2 separate regions of the Zea mays genome follow, and region 2 is linked to region 1. The links are chromatin contacts, called in public Hi-C maps. All regions are on one chromosome and are shown on one strand. Each heading gives the region's core, a stretch centred on a gene start, on an enhancer-like site or on the middle of the called end of the contact. The rest is flanking DNA. Distances are from core to core; before and after follow the strand shown.

Region 1 (6,381 bases), core at 2,114-4,613:
ACATGGACCCTAGACCCTAGTCAAGGAATAGCCTAAAGAGGATTTATTTGTACCACTGGAACAGCTGGATACAGCCGTAGTGTCTCAGAGATCGCAGCGTGGAGGTAGTGCATTTTGTCAATTGCTCTGTCATTCAATCTTGCAGTGAAGTCTTCTCTGTTGTTATCTTCCTCCGCCCACTCAACGGACTCCTTAATTTCGAGGGCAACTTTATCCTGCACTATAGGATTCTTACAAAGCATGTATAAGAACCAGGAGAGTGTGTTCCCAGTTGTGTCTTTCCCAGCAATCAGAAAATTGAGGACTATGTCACGCAGGTAACAATCATTGATCATTTCAGGGTCCTCTTTGCTTGCTATTATGAATCTTGATAGTATGTCCTCTCTGGCTTTCTGCACGCATCATAAAGGTGAAGATAGAGTTCACTTAAGAGACGACGTTGCAGAAGTAAAGCTGTGCAGTATATTTACTCTGGATACTAACAGTAGATTCAAAAGCTGCTTAAACTTTCTGGAGTCTACACGCTCCACAAGGCATGAAAGCTGATAAACATAACACCACCCTTCAGAGCTCAGATATGATTTAGGGCTAGTTTAGGAACCTCAATTTTTCAAGGGATTTCTATTTTCCCATGGAAAAATAAACTAATTTCCCTGGGGAAAATAGAAATCTCTTGGGAAATTGGGGTTCCCAAACTAGCCCTTAGATGTAAATTTAGGTGGTTTGTATATGATGCATGACATATTGATCCTTCAACAGATCTAAAATTGTCCGCCTTGTTTGGATGTGTTGGCACCTTTTTCGGGCGCCAAACACTCAACAAGAACCGGCGGCGGTGCTCTCTGCACAGGCGTGGACGGTCCGCGGCCAGAGGCCAGATGGTCCGCGACCTGGCGCAGGGCTAGGGTTCCCTACCTGACGGCCGGACGGTCCGCGCCCTAGGGCTGGACGGTCCGCGCGTGCGCAGGGGCGGCGAAAGATCGCCGGCGGCGCCTAGATCTTGCTCCCGGGAGGGACCCGTCGGGGAGGAGAGATCCTAGGGGTTGTCTAAGCTCGGCAGGCCGACTTAGACTCCTCTAATCGATGTAGAGTCGAAGAGAAGCGGAGAATTTGGGGATTGGAATACTAAACTAGGGCTAAACTAGAACTAGACTAGAACTACTAATGCATAAGGTAAAAACGAGTAATAGACTTGATTTGATCAATTGTTGGGGGTTCAATCGGCCGTAGCCCTTCATCTATATAAAGGGGAGGTCTGGATCCGCTTCGAACTGATTTCCGAGTCAATCCCACGGTTTTAGGTAACAAATCCCGTGAGAAACTAGGAACCCTAACTGACTCTGCGCACGCGCGGACCGTCCGCGCCACCACCGCGGACAGTCCGGACCGCGGACCGTCCGGCCTCAGGGCTAGACCGTCCGCGTGGCCCTTTTTGGCTTCCAACAGGATGCAAATATCTCATGGCTAGGCACAAAGATCTCTTATTTTAGTGCCAGATCGAGTTTTCTGCATCAGGTTGTTACCAAAAAGCATATACCAACACAGAAGGTGGACAAGCTTATATTGAGGCTAGAGTTTTGCAGCCCTTACATTATCTTGCCCGTTCATTTGCTCTCTCTTTTGGTGTATCAAATTCATCACAAAGTCATCAATGATCTGAATGTTCTTTCTGAGCTTCGCTTCTGATCCAATATTGAAATAACGTTTCAGCTGCCAGAACAGATCGACATAGCGGTGGTAGACAATACAGTTTGCCTCATCAAAGGCGTTGCTGAACTGAACACTGGATTTATCTGATCCAGATAGCGTGTTCAGCTCGAAACCAAATCCCACTTTAAAGATTGAATCCATAGTTGTTTTCATCAAAAGATCCTGAAAAAGGATGCATTAATATGATCCAATTTTTCTATCAAATACAAATATTATGTATTTTCTCGGTTCCAAATCATAAGACGTTTTAGCTTTTTTTAGATACATTGATTTTATTACGTATCTAGACATAGTGTATATCTATGTGCTTAATCTATGTATTTAAAAAAGCCAAAATGTCTTATAATTTAGAACGGAGGGAGTAGCACTTAACTAATATTTACCAATATGACCGTATTTACGAAGTAATGATATATATGCACTTTCATGTTAGTGATGTAGGTACCTGCATGTTTAGAATAGTTCTGTTAGCTGCTGCAGATGATATCTTATCTACCAGTCTTGTAGCATTTGCTCTGAAGACAACGCTGCTGAATTCACGTAGCACTTTGGTTGAGAATTCATGGCTTGCCAGCTTCCTCTGGTGCCTCCAGCTATCCCCATCTATTGCAAAAATTCCATCCCCGAAGAGATCCTTCATTACTCCAATATTGTAGGCTCCCTGTGTATCATTCTCAAATGAGTTCAAAATCATGTCCATAAGCTCATATTGTTGTAGCCTGCCATTTCAGTTGGTTGCATGGTTAAGTACTTAAATGATCTGGCAGAAAAGATGAAAAGGTTGAAGTCACACTTAAAAAAGTAATTTCAAGGGTGATGGTATTCTTGCTGAATCAAGTGTAGTGTTGTTTCAAGTTAATTGCAGATTACTGAAGTTCTGACACCATTTGATGCAGGATTTAGGCATCTGGCACATAATAAATTGAGCTACGTGCTGATATGAGACTGGTGGACATGGAAGGGGGGATAAAAGAGTTTGACGGGTTCGGGAAACCACCTTGCTGTATTTGCTGAAGTTGGTCCTGAGGACATGCTCAACGACAGCGGGGTCGGCTGTGAAGAGCTCGCTGTGTCCAGGGTAGACCAGCCGGCTGGTGCGATGCGCCAGCGCGTACCTGACATGCTCGTCGAACAGCCTGTCGAAGTTCTTGAGCTGCCGGAGCATCGTCCCCGTGAGCGGCGGCCGGCCCGGGTCTCTCCGGGCGAACTCTCCGGCGCAGAAGACAGCGAATGACGCGACGGCGCCCAGGACGTAGAGGGTGAGCACCAGCAGCGCTGCGGCAAGAGCTGACAGCAGGCACAGTCCTGCCGGCGCGGCGAGGGAGGGTAGCTGGGAAGCCATTGGAGAGCTGGAGCTGCTGCGGTGCAGAAGGTTGCCGCGCTGACTCAGAGCAAGATGGCAGCCAGTGAGGCAGTGACGTGTTTTTCTATCGACAGTAATACGTTATGTTTGGGCTCACATGTGCAGTGAGTGACGTTATGACATCCAGTCCACTACGGCACTACCCGCCGGCACAGAGGGCCTCGCACAGTCGCACTCTTTATTATAGCCACGGCCGGCCGGTGGACGACAGCACCACACCACCTCCAACTACCCGAGACCATCGACGAGCATCTTCCTGCATCTGCAATGGCTGCCGCTACCGTGTCCGTCCCCCGCATCAAGCTGGGCTCCCAGGGGCTAGAGGTCTCCGCGCAGGGCCTCGGCTGCATGGGCATGTCCGCCTTCTACGGTCCGCCCAAACCCGAGCCTGACATGATCAAGCTCATCCACCACGCCGTCGCCGCCGGGGTCACCCTCCTTGACACCTCCGACATGTACGGCCCGCACACCAACGAGATCCTGCTAGGCAAGGTCGGTCCGCTCGAATTAGATCTCTGTTTCCTGTGGCCCTTTTCAAGTTTGCACTGAAGATGTTCGATGTAATGCTTCTGAATTCGTGAAGGCGCTTCAAGGCGGTGTAAAGGAGAAGGTCGAGCTGGCCACCAAGTTTGCCGTCTCCTTCGCCGACGGCAAGCGCGAGATCCGCGGTGACCCGGCGTATGTACGGGCAGCCTGCGAGGCCAGCCTCAAGCGGCTCGGCATCGACTGCATCGACCTCTACTACCAGCACCGCATCGACAAGAAGGTGCCCATCGAGGTCACGGTGAGCGCGGTGTACCTTCTCCATTTGATTCCTTTGTTTGGTAGATGTGGCTGTCACCTGCGCGTGGTCGATGTGAACATACAAGTGGAAGCTGGAAATGCCGGCCGGGGTATTCTTGCACGTCAGTGAGTGATGGTGGTTGGTGGAGACAGGTTTGTTGGAGGTTGGTGTCTACAACATACGAGTGGTCTGTGGTTATAATAATAACATACGGGCCCTTGCGTAAATAATTGGCAAAGATGTCATGCTGGCATATAATGCAAGATTTCACTTCTATAATCTCAATCGCCATCCTGAATTTAACCTAGAAACAAAAGAAACCTCCCACCCTGTTTGGCAGAGCTCAAACCCCTAGAACTGGTGGTGATAATAAAACTAATGTGATGCAGACACCCGTCCTTGCAGTAACTTCTTGGACTTTTTTTATGTACCGTTGCATATACCAGCAACTGTATCTAGTGGCAGATCCAGGATTATATCTAAGAAAATGTAGACAAAACTAATAATCTAATTAATGTTTAATACGACACAAGTAACAAGATACAATTCAAATATCTAAGAAATATGTAGATTAAATACTCAATATATATCGCTCATATGAGTTGCGTTAGAAATATCTTTCTTTTGTTTCTTGATAAAAAATCTAACTATCCTATCCCTACAAACATAAAAATAATTTTATCAATTATTCTAGCAAATAATTGACCAAACCAAACTAACTAAAGTCTAAAAATCTAATGTGCTGGTGAACAACAATCTATGTTTAGCAAGTGAACAAATGAAGAATTATATGAGTCACAAAGTAAAGTCTAGACTCTAGACAGCTGACCATGAGAGAAAAAGAAAAGGGCCAGGCGCAGAGCCAATTCCCCTGTCACCTTGCCAGGCTTCAGTAACACGTCTCTTGCAGCATGCCAGCATGCACTGCAGCAACCTGCAGCCTGCACTGCAGGGCAGCGCGCTTGCCTGGCAGCTGGCGCCTAGCGCCCTGCCTGTGCGGGTGAGAACCTGGCTGCTACCTCCTGCCGTGCGTGGTGTTGTGTTTCCGACTACACCGTGACCGGGGCTGCAGCCCAGGCAGCCCCGGGTTCAGATCTGCCCCTGACTCTATCAATCATATCAGATATTGTATCCATCCACGCGTTGACAAATTATCGTTTCTTTTTGGCCTATTTATATTACTGCCAGTTCGCATATGATGTCATGTTTATAATTTCCCTTTCTCTTACAATCCATAATGCACCTTGTAAGCCATGTGTTGAAGTATATAAGTGGATTGCCTATCTTCTCCTTGTAAGTGAAGTAGAATGCAGGAATTGTGTCTTGTATTGATATAGTAGAGGTGCTGTTACATATATAGGGGAAGGCCAGAGGCAAAAGGAAACCTCCTAAACAAGGAAACAATAGGACCCTAATTGATCCTTACCATCCTGGACTCTTCCCCAAATCTCTCTCTATCCTAACCTGCTATACAAGGCTGACCGGCTGCTTATGGAAGCCAGGCATCACGCCTATATACAAGGCAATGAATATTGCTGTCTAACATCCCCCCGCAGTCGATACGTTTGTTGAGCGAACGTTGAGGCTGGACCGAAAATCAGTGAACACCGAAGACGACAGACCTTTAGTGAAGACGTCAGCAAACTGTGAAGTCGTCGGTACATGTAGGACACAAACATTGCCAAGGGCAACATGTTCCCGAACGAAATGAATGTCGATCTCCACATGTTTGGTGCGCTGGTGCTGAACGGGGTTGGAGGACATGTAGACAAAACTGATGTTGTCACAGTATACCAAGGTCTTCTTCGGCATAGGAGCATGCAATTCAGTCAACAGCTGTCGAAGCCAAGTGGCCTCAGCAACGGCATTAGCAATAGCACGGTATTCGGCTTCAGCACTGAAGCGAGAAACCGTATTCTGGCGCTTGGAAGACCAGTAGATCAGGTTGTCGCCGAAGAAGACAACATAGCCAGAGGTGGATCTGCGGGTGTCCGAACAGCCCGCCCAATTGGCATCAGAGTGAACAACCAACTCAGTTTGAGAAGTTGGTCGAAGAAACAGCCCCAGATGCAAAGTGCCTCTGATGTATTGTAGGATGCGCTTGAGGGCAGCCAAGTGTGGTTCTCGTGGATCATGCATGTGGAGACAAACCTGCTGAACAACATAAGCAATGTCTGGACGGGTGAATGTAAGGTACTGAAGAGCTCCTGCAAGACTGCGGTAATTAGTGGGATCTGAAACTGGAGTGCCATTAGAGGGGAGCTTGGGGTTCACCTCGACTGGTGTAGTACATGGCATGCAGTCACTCATATCAGCTCGCTCAAGAATCTCAATCATGTACTGATGCTGGGAAAGATAGATGCCTGAGGTAGAGTGCTGAACATGCATGCCGAGGAAATGGTGAAGTCTGCCAAGATCCTTCGTAGGAAATTATTGCTGGAGGGCACTGATACGTCGTAGTGTTGGCAGGGAGGAGGCAGTGAGCACAATATCATCCACATACAGAAGAAGGTAGGCCATGTCT
Region 2 (6,381 bases), core at 2,583-5,082, 600 kb after region 1:
ATTCAATACCTTCAGCTCTGGATAAACACTTGAGGAGTGGAAAACAGACTCCATGTTTGTATAATTCCCCTTCTATTATCACATACGGTCTTGTCCTTGCTTCCATTCTCTTATTATAAGCTTCGTCATCTGAAAGACAATTACCTTGGAGGAAAGATATAATTTCAGTCCTCTAATCTTCACTGTGTACTGGGAAAATTGCAAGCACTGCTCTCTCCATAAGTTCAACCGAAGGTGCTTTTATTGTCTCAAAAAATACTTCCGAATGTAGTGGGAGCCTTTGTGCCGCTGACTTAGCTAACAGATCAGCATGCTCATTTTCCCCTCTTAGAATATTCTTGACAGAAAATCCTTCGAAAGAAGCTTCGAGCCTTCGAACTGTGTCCAAATATTTTTCAAGCTTCGAGTCTCTGGCCTTGCTACTTTTGTCAATATGACCAGAAATGACTTGAAAGTCAGTTTTAAGGATGGCCCTTCTTATTCCCATTGCCTTTAACTTCCGAAGCCCCAATAGAAGTGCTTCGTATCCAGCAATATTATTTGTACAACTAAAGTCAAACTTTTGCTGCATAACATGTTCTGACTTTAGAAGGGGCAACTAGGACAGCAGTCGCTCCTGCACCGAAGGTTCCCCAGGAACCATCACAAAACACTGCCCAAGCTTCAGCGTCTTTATTTGTTTCTTCTTCCTGAGCCCCTGGCGTCCAATCAGCGATGAAGTCTGCTAACGCCTGTGACTGAATTGAGGATCTATGCACATAGTCAATACTGAATTCGTTAAGCTCTACAACCCATTTTCCAATCCTTCCAGTAGCTTCTCTGTTCCTCATTATGTCCTTTAGAGGCTCTGTTCCTCATTATGTCCTTCAGAGGTTGTGACGAAGGAACGATTATGTGATATGCTTTAAAATAATGTCGAAGCTTTCTGGAGGCCATTAACACAGCATACAACACCTTCTCCAATTCTGTATAATTTTTTTTGATAAACTTAAAACTTCGGAGACGAAGTACACTGGAGCCTGCTTTTTGATTTGGCCATCTAGCTTCTCCTGTACAAGAGCCACACTAACTGCAGAGTGCAAAGCTGCCACATATAAGAGTAATGGAGCCCCTAGCGAAGGTGGAGTTAGTGTCGTTAGATCGATCAAGTATTGCTTCAACTCTTCGAAAGCTTTTTGCTGAGCTGGACCCCATTGAAAAACTTTGGCTGACTTCAGTATTTCAAAGAATGGCAGATTTCTTTCTGCTGATCTGGATATGAATTTGTTTAATGATGCTAGTCTTCCTGCCAGTCATTGGGCCCCCTTCTTTGTGCTTGGCGGCTCCATCCGAAGGATAGCTTCAATCTTGCTCGTGTTGGCCTCAATTCCCTTCGTTGATACCAAACAACCAAGGAATTTGCCCTTCTTCACCCCAAAAACACACTTTTCTGGATTTAACTTAAGGTCAGCTTGCCTGAAATTGGCAAATGTCTCTTGCAAATCAGCAATGTGATTTTCTTGCTTCGTGCTTTTTACTATGATATCATCAACATAGGTCAGTACATTACTGCCTATTTGAGAATGAAGGACCTTGGTTGTCATTCTGCTAAAACTTCCTCCAGCATTCTTGAGCTCCTCAGGCATCCGAAGGTAGCAATAGGTGCCACTGGGAGTTATGAAGCTAGTCTTCGGCTCATCTTCCTTCTTCATCCAAATTTGGTGATAGCCTGAGTAGCAATCCAGTAGACTCATGAGCTCTAAAGAAGCTGCTGCATCTACTAGAGAGTCTATTCTTGGCAATGGGAACTCGTCCTTTGGGCATGCCTTGTTGAGGTCTGTGAAATCAATACACATTCTCCATTTACCATTGGCCTTCTTCACCATAACAGTGTTGGCTACCCATTCTGGGTATTTCACCTCTTTGATGACACCGGCACTAAGAAGTCTCTTTACTTCGTTCCGAGTACCTTCAGTTTTGTCTTCAGACATCTTCCGAAGCCTTTGTTTTCTTAGCCTGAAGGATGGATCCACATTGAGTGAATGCTCAATAACATCTCTGTTGACACCACAGAGATCATTGGCTGACCAAGCAAAGACATCTTTGTTGTTGAATAAAAATCTTAGCAAAGTCTTCTCTTGCTCATCAGATAACTGAGACCCCAACAAGTACCCTTTGTTCTGCTATATCTTGACATAGAAACATAGGCTTCGGCTGATCTGCCGAAGTAGCCTTCTCTCTTTTGTATTTGTACTGCTGACAGGCTTCATCTGCATCTATGTTATGGATTGCTTTTGAATCTGTCCAATTTTCTTCGGCCCTTCTGGCAGCTTCTTGACTCCCATGAACAGTAATGAGTCTTTGTTTCGAAGGTATCTTCATGCATAAATATGCTGGATGAAGTATTGCTTCGTAGGCATTGAGTGTCCCTCGACCAATGATTGCATTGTAGGGGTATTCCATATCAACAATGTCAAAGATAACTTGTTCAGTCCTTGTGTTGTGGACATAGCCGAAGGTAACTGACATTGTGATTTTACCAAGTGCGACAATCTGCCTTCCTCCGAAGCCACAAAGAGGGTGTGTAGCATCATGAATCTTGTCTTCTGGCTCTTGCATCTGTCTGAAGGCCTTAGCAAATATGATATCCATTGCAGGCCCGTGTCAACCAGAACATTATGGACCAGAAATCTCTTGATGACATAAGATATGACCATAGCATCATTGTGAGGGTAATCTTTGAGCTGAAGGTCCTCCTGGGAGAAGGTGATTGGGATGTGAGACCATTTGGACTTGATGAAGGGTCCCTGCACCTCAACATGCTGCACCGTTCTCTGCGCTTCCTTCTTCTGCTTCTTGTTAGCCGGCTCTGAACTTGAACCGCCTATTATCGGGAGCACCAGCTTCGTAGCCGAAGGTGCTACGACTTGGTTGTTGAACGAAGCCATCAGCTCAAAAGTGGAAGTGAGTTCACCGGAGGTGGGGCGCCAATGTTGGGGGACTTGTTCTCAAATTCTATGAGTTAAGAATAAGGCAACACAAAAGAGGTTAATAGTTAATGCCCTTCGTCCTTCGAAGCATTATTTCCCTTAGGGTATAACGATCTTCGGACGAAGGTTATGAAGGACATACCTTCATCATCACAGTATATGTTAATGAAAGAAGAAGCATATAAAATATGAGAAATAATATAAATAATCATATGCCATCATTAATATATCTTTATTATATCATCATGGATGAATAAGAACAATATTGAATTACATTTGTACCTTCGACTTAACAGAAGACAAAAGTACAAGCGTGACGTACGAGCGAATACAAGCCAGCGTGAACAGTATGGGAGTACTGTTCACCTATTTATAGGCACGAGACGCAGCCCGATCAAAATTAAATTTATGTCCTCGACAACTAGTTACAATCATGACACAAATTATCGTGGACCGATTGGTCTTTTCCTCTTTAAGTCGGTGCAGCTCTTCGTCTCAAGGTATGTCGCTATGTCGAAGCTCCCTGGATGGTAGCTTCAGCATGCACCTTCGCGTTGTATTTGCTTATGTGCTGATATTTCGAAGGTGTTTATTTTTAAAGAAGCTTCGGCGACGAAGCAGACCCCAATAACGATAGCCCAATACAATTCTATTTAAAACCAATCGAACTATGCTTACTTAGATCCACGAACGGACAGTGCCCGCTCGATTAAATTGGTACGATCCATAACGAGTCGGGCCGTGTCGGTACGGACGGCCCATTAGCCACGTAGAGTCGACCCGCCGCCCCGTTGTAGCCCCGGTCCCACCTCGCACGCCCTCAGGCCTCGACATCCACTGCCTTCCGTTCGTCTCAATCCCCCGTCGCATTCCGCAACACCTGCTCCTCGCCCCCTTCTCTCAGAGGCGACGCCTCGGGCGCTCCTACCCTGCCCCGTCTCCGGTCCCCCCGCGCCGTCGGCGAGGCAGCCGGCCGTCACAGAAGCCCGATCCGGACCCCGCGAGGTCAGTTGAGATCCCTCTTCTTCCTGCTCCTCCTCCCGCCGCTAGATCTGCTCACCTCACCACACCGATTGGCCACTTCCGATCGCCGCGCCGGTCCTCGACACCGCCGCCGCTGCCGTCGTCGTTCTGGAGTTCGGGCCTCCTTCGCTCGCGCGTCTACGCGTGGCTCCCATGCCAGATCTGTTTTTTTTCTGGTCGATTGCCTAGTTTTGGAATGGTTGCCCTGTTTTGAGTTCTCTTCTCACGGAACGGTTTGGATGCTGTGTGGTGTTGGTGGCTAGGTACGTTGGTAACTAGTTATCTGGATCAATCATTGCTCGTGCTGTGTTGTAGATGAGTAGATCGCGTCTGCGTCTGTTGTCCATATCGTTGTGTGCGTGGGCCCCTCGTCTCGTCATATCGAGATTCGCTCGTTTATTCAGGTGCTGCGAGCATGCAATTTTGTAGTTGATATGTCGCTACATAAATCAGATTTTAGAAACAACATCCAGGTAAAAATTTTATCCCGGGAATTTTCTCCACGCCTCCTGAGTGAGAAGAAGAGGCAGCCAAAGAAGGCCGAAGGCTATAAATAAACACTCTTGGTGTCTGGGCACCAAATGACTAGATTTATTCATGCCAAATTTTACTTTCGTGGAGCATTTGTCTCCACTCGATTCAATTCCTCAGAATGTTTAGATGCCTAGTGATGATGTTTCTTTCCTGAAATCACATTTACAGGCAATATAAATAGGAGCCTTTGTGTGGAATCTTTTCCGGGATCAATCAATTATAATCGTTTGAACTGAAGCCCATGCCATTTTTATTTGGGTAGTTGAGACTCACAGTAGCATTCAACATGCCAGCATGAATTAGTTAATTTTATTTGGATCACATATTCACATGTATCACAGAGTCAGTAGTATTCTTGTGTTCTTCAAGCAAGTCAACCCAGAGAGCTTTTAGTCATAAATTTGCAGTGGTTTGGTTCATCTATTCTTTGGTTATGCGCCATCAGAGATCTGTTTTTGTATATTCTATCCAAATGTTCCTTTCTAATTTGCTTCTATATGTTTATGCAACCAAAAGTTTTGTTAAACTTATTCTATTTTATTTTCTTAGGATTTTTTATATAGTTACAAAGCTCTTAATATTGTTTCCTCATTTATCAATTCAGAAATCCTTGTTATACCTGATGGCTATGATTGATGAGCCTCTTTATCCAATTGCTGTACTGATTGACGAGCTCAAGAATGAAGACATCCAGTTGCGTCTAAACTCCATTAGAAGACTTTCAACAATTGCACGGGCTCTTGGAGAAGAAAGAACCAGGAAGGAGCTGATTCCTTTTCTTAGTGAAAACAACGATGATGAAGACGAGGTGCTTCTTGCAATGGCTGAGGAATTGGGTGTGTTCATTCCGTATGTTGGTGGTGTAGAACATGCTCATGTTTTGCTCCCACCTTTGGAGACATTGTGTACAGTGGAGGAAACTTGTGTCCGTGATAAAGCAGTTGAATCTCTGTGCCGTATTGGTGCACAAATGAAGGAAACTGACATTGTCGACTGGTTCATTCCAGTAGTAAAGGTAAGAGGTTCATTTATAGAAAGTATTTGGTGTAATGTTATTGTAAATAAATATTCCGCCATTGTTACTGCATTTAGTATTTGTTGATGTGCTTTTGTTGGCTCAAACAATAAAAACTGTATTTCATGTCATATGCACTATTTATCTAATTTTCCTTTACCTTACTTGGCTAGTTCACTGCTTAGATGTGGCAATTATTTTCTCCACTTCCCATGCTTTAGTAATTTAATGTGTTGTACTGATAGGCCTCTTCATTTTGTTAGATGTAGTTGGCAGTCAGCTACGCTACATGGGTCAGATCGGCCGTGTTAGCGTGGTGTGTGTGAATCACCACTGTAATGGGCCCATCCCAGCCCATGTACTTATCTATTTATAATACAGCCCCCTACACAATTAGGGTTAATGTTTCCAATCTAACAGGCAATATGAGAGGCTAATTGGGTTTATGATTAGAGATACGATTGCCACCTTTCTTAGGCATCAGGTAAGCCTCTATATAAGAATATGAGATGTATGAATCAAAGGCAATCAAGAATTATCTTAGAGACCCTCGTCTACTCTTGGGCCTTGAGATTGGGCATCACCATCCTTGGCGTGCTAAATATCAGTGTTTGGTTTGGCATCCATTCACTCTCGTACCGTCAACCCCTGTGTTCTGCACATCTCCATAATCCAGGACTAGCAAAGTGCCCTTACATTGCTACGATTTCCATTTATACTTGAGTAGAGAATAAAAGCACAAAAACATGTGTTCTGTTGGCCAGGTAGGTGTGAGTGTCGGTTTGGAGCAAACAATCATGGTCCGAATCCCCATTTGTACATAATTTTAGCTTTTTAATA

Evidence for each region. Hi-C and Micro-C count contacts between places; a contact is called where the count stands out from the background.
Region 2: a contact with region 1 is called in a Hi-C map of tassel, with 2.8 times the contacts expected there. The contact joins the promoter of LOC732740 here to the promoter of LOC100282958 in region 1. A contact is called at or near these places in 3 of 25 Hi-C or Micro-C datasets (ear, leaf and tassel).

Annotation. Positions count from the first base shown.
Region 1 is chr6:73,282,811-73,289,191 of Zm-B73-REFERENCE-NAM-5.0, forward strand. It overlaps LOC100282958, which reads left to right and starts at 3,364. Exons shown (of 5, transcript NM_001155863.2): 1 at 3,364-3,565; 2 at 3,657-3,857. The coding sequence starts at 3,422. It overlaps LOC100273436 (putative cytochrome P450 superfamily protein), which reads right to left and starts at 3,089. Exons shown (of 6, transcript NM_001147873.1): 1 at 2,708-3,089; 2 at 2,156-2,371; 3 at 1,591-1,872; 4 at 54-392. The coding sequence starts at 3,052.
Region 2 is chr6:73,878,762-73,885,142 of Zm-B73-REFERENCE-NAM-5.0, forward strand. LOC732740 (Serine/threonine-protein phosphatase 2A 65 kDa regulatory subunit A) reads left to right here and starts at 3,833. Exons shown (of 13, transcript NM_001112369.1): 1 at 3,833-3,974; 2 at 5,131-5,541. The coding sequence starts at 5,149.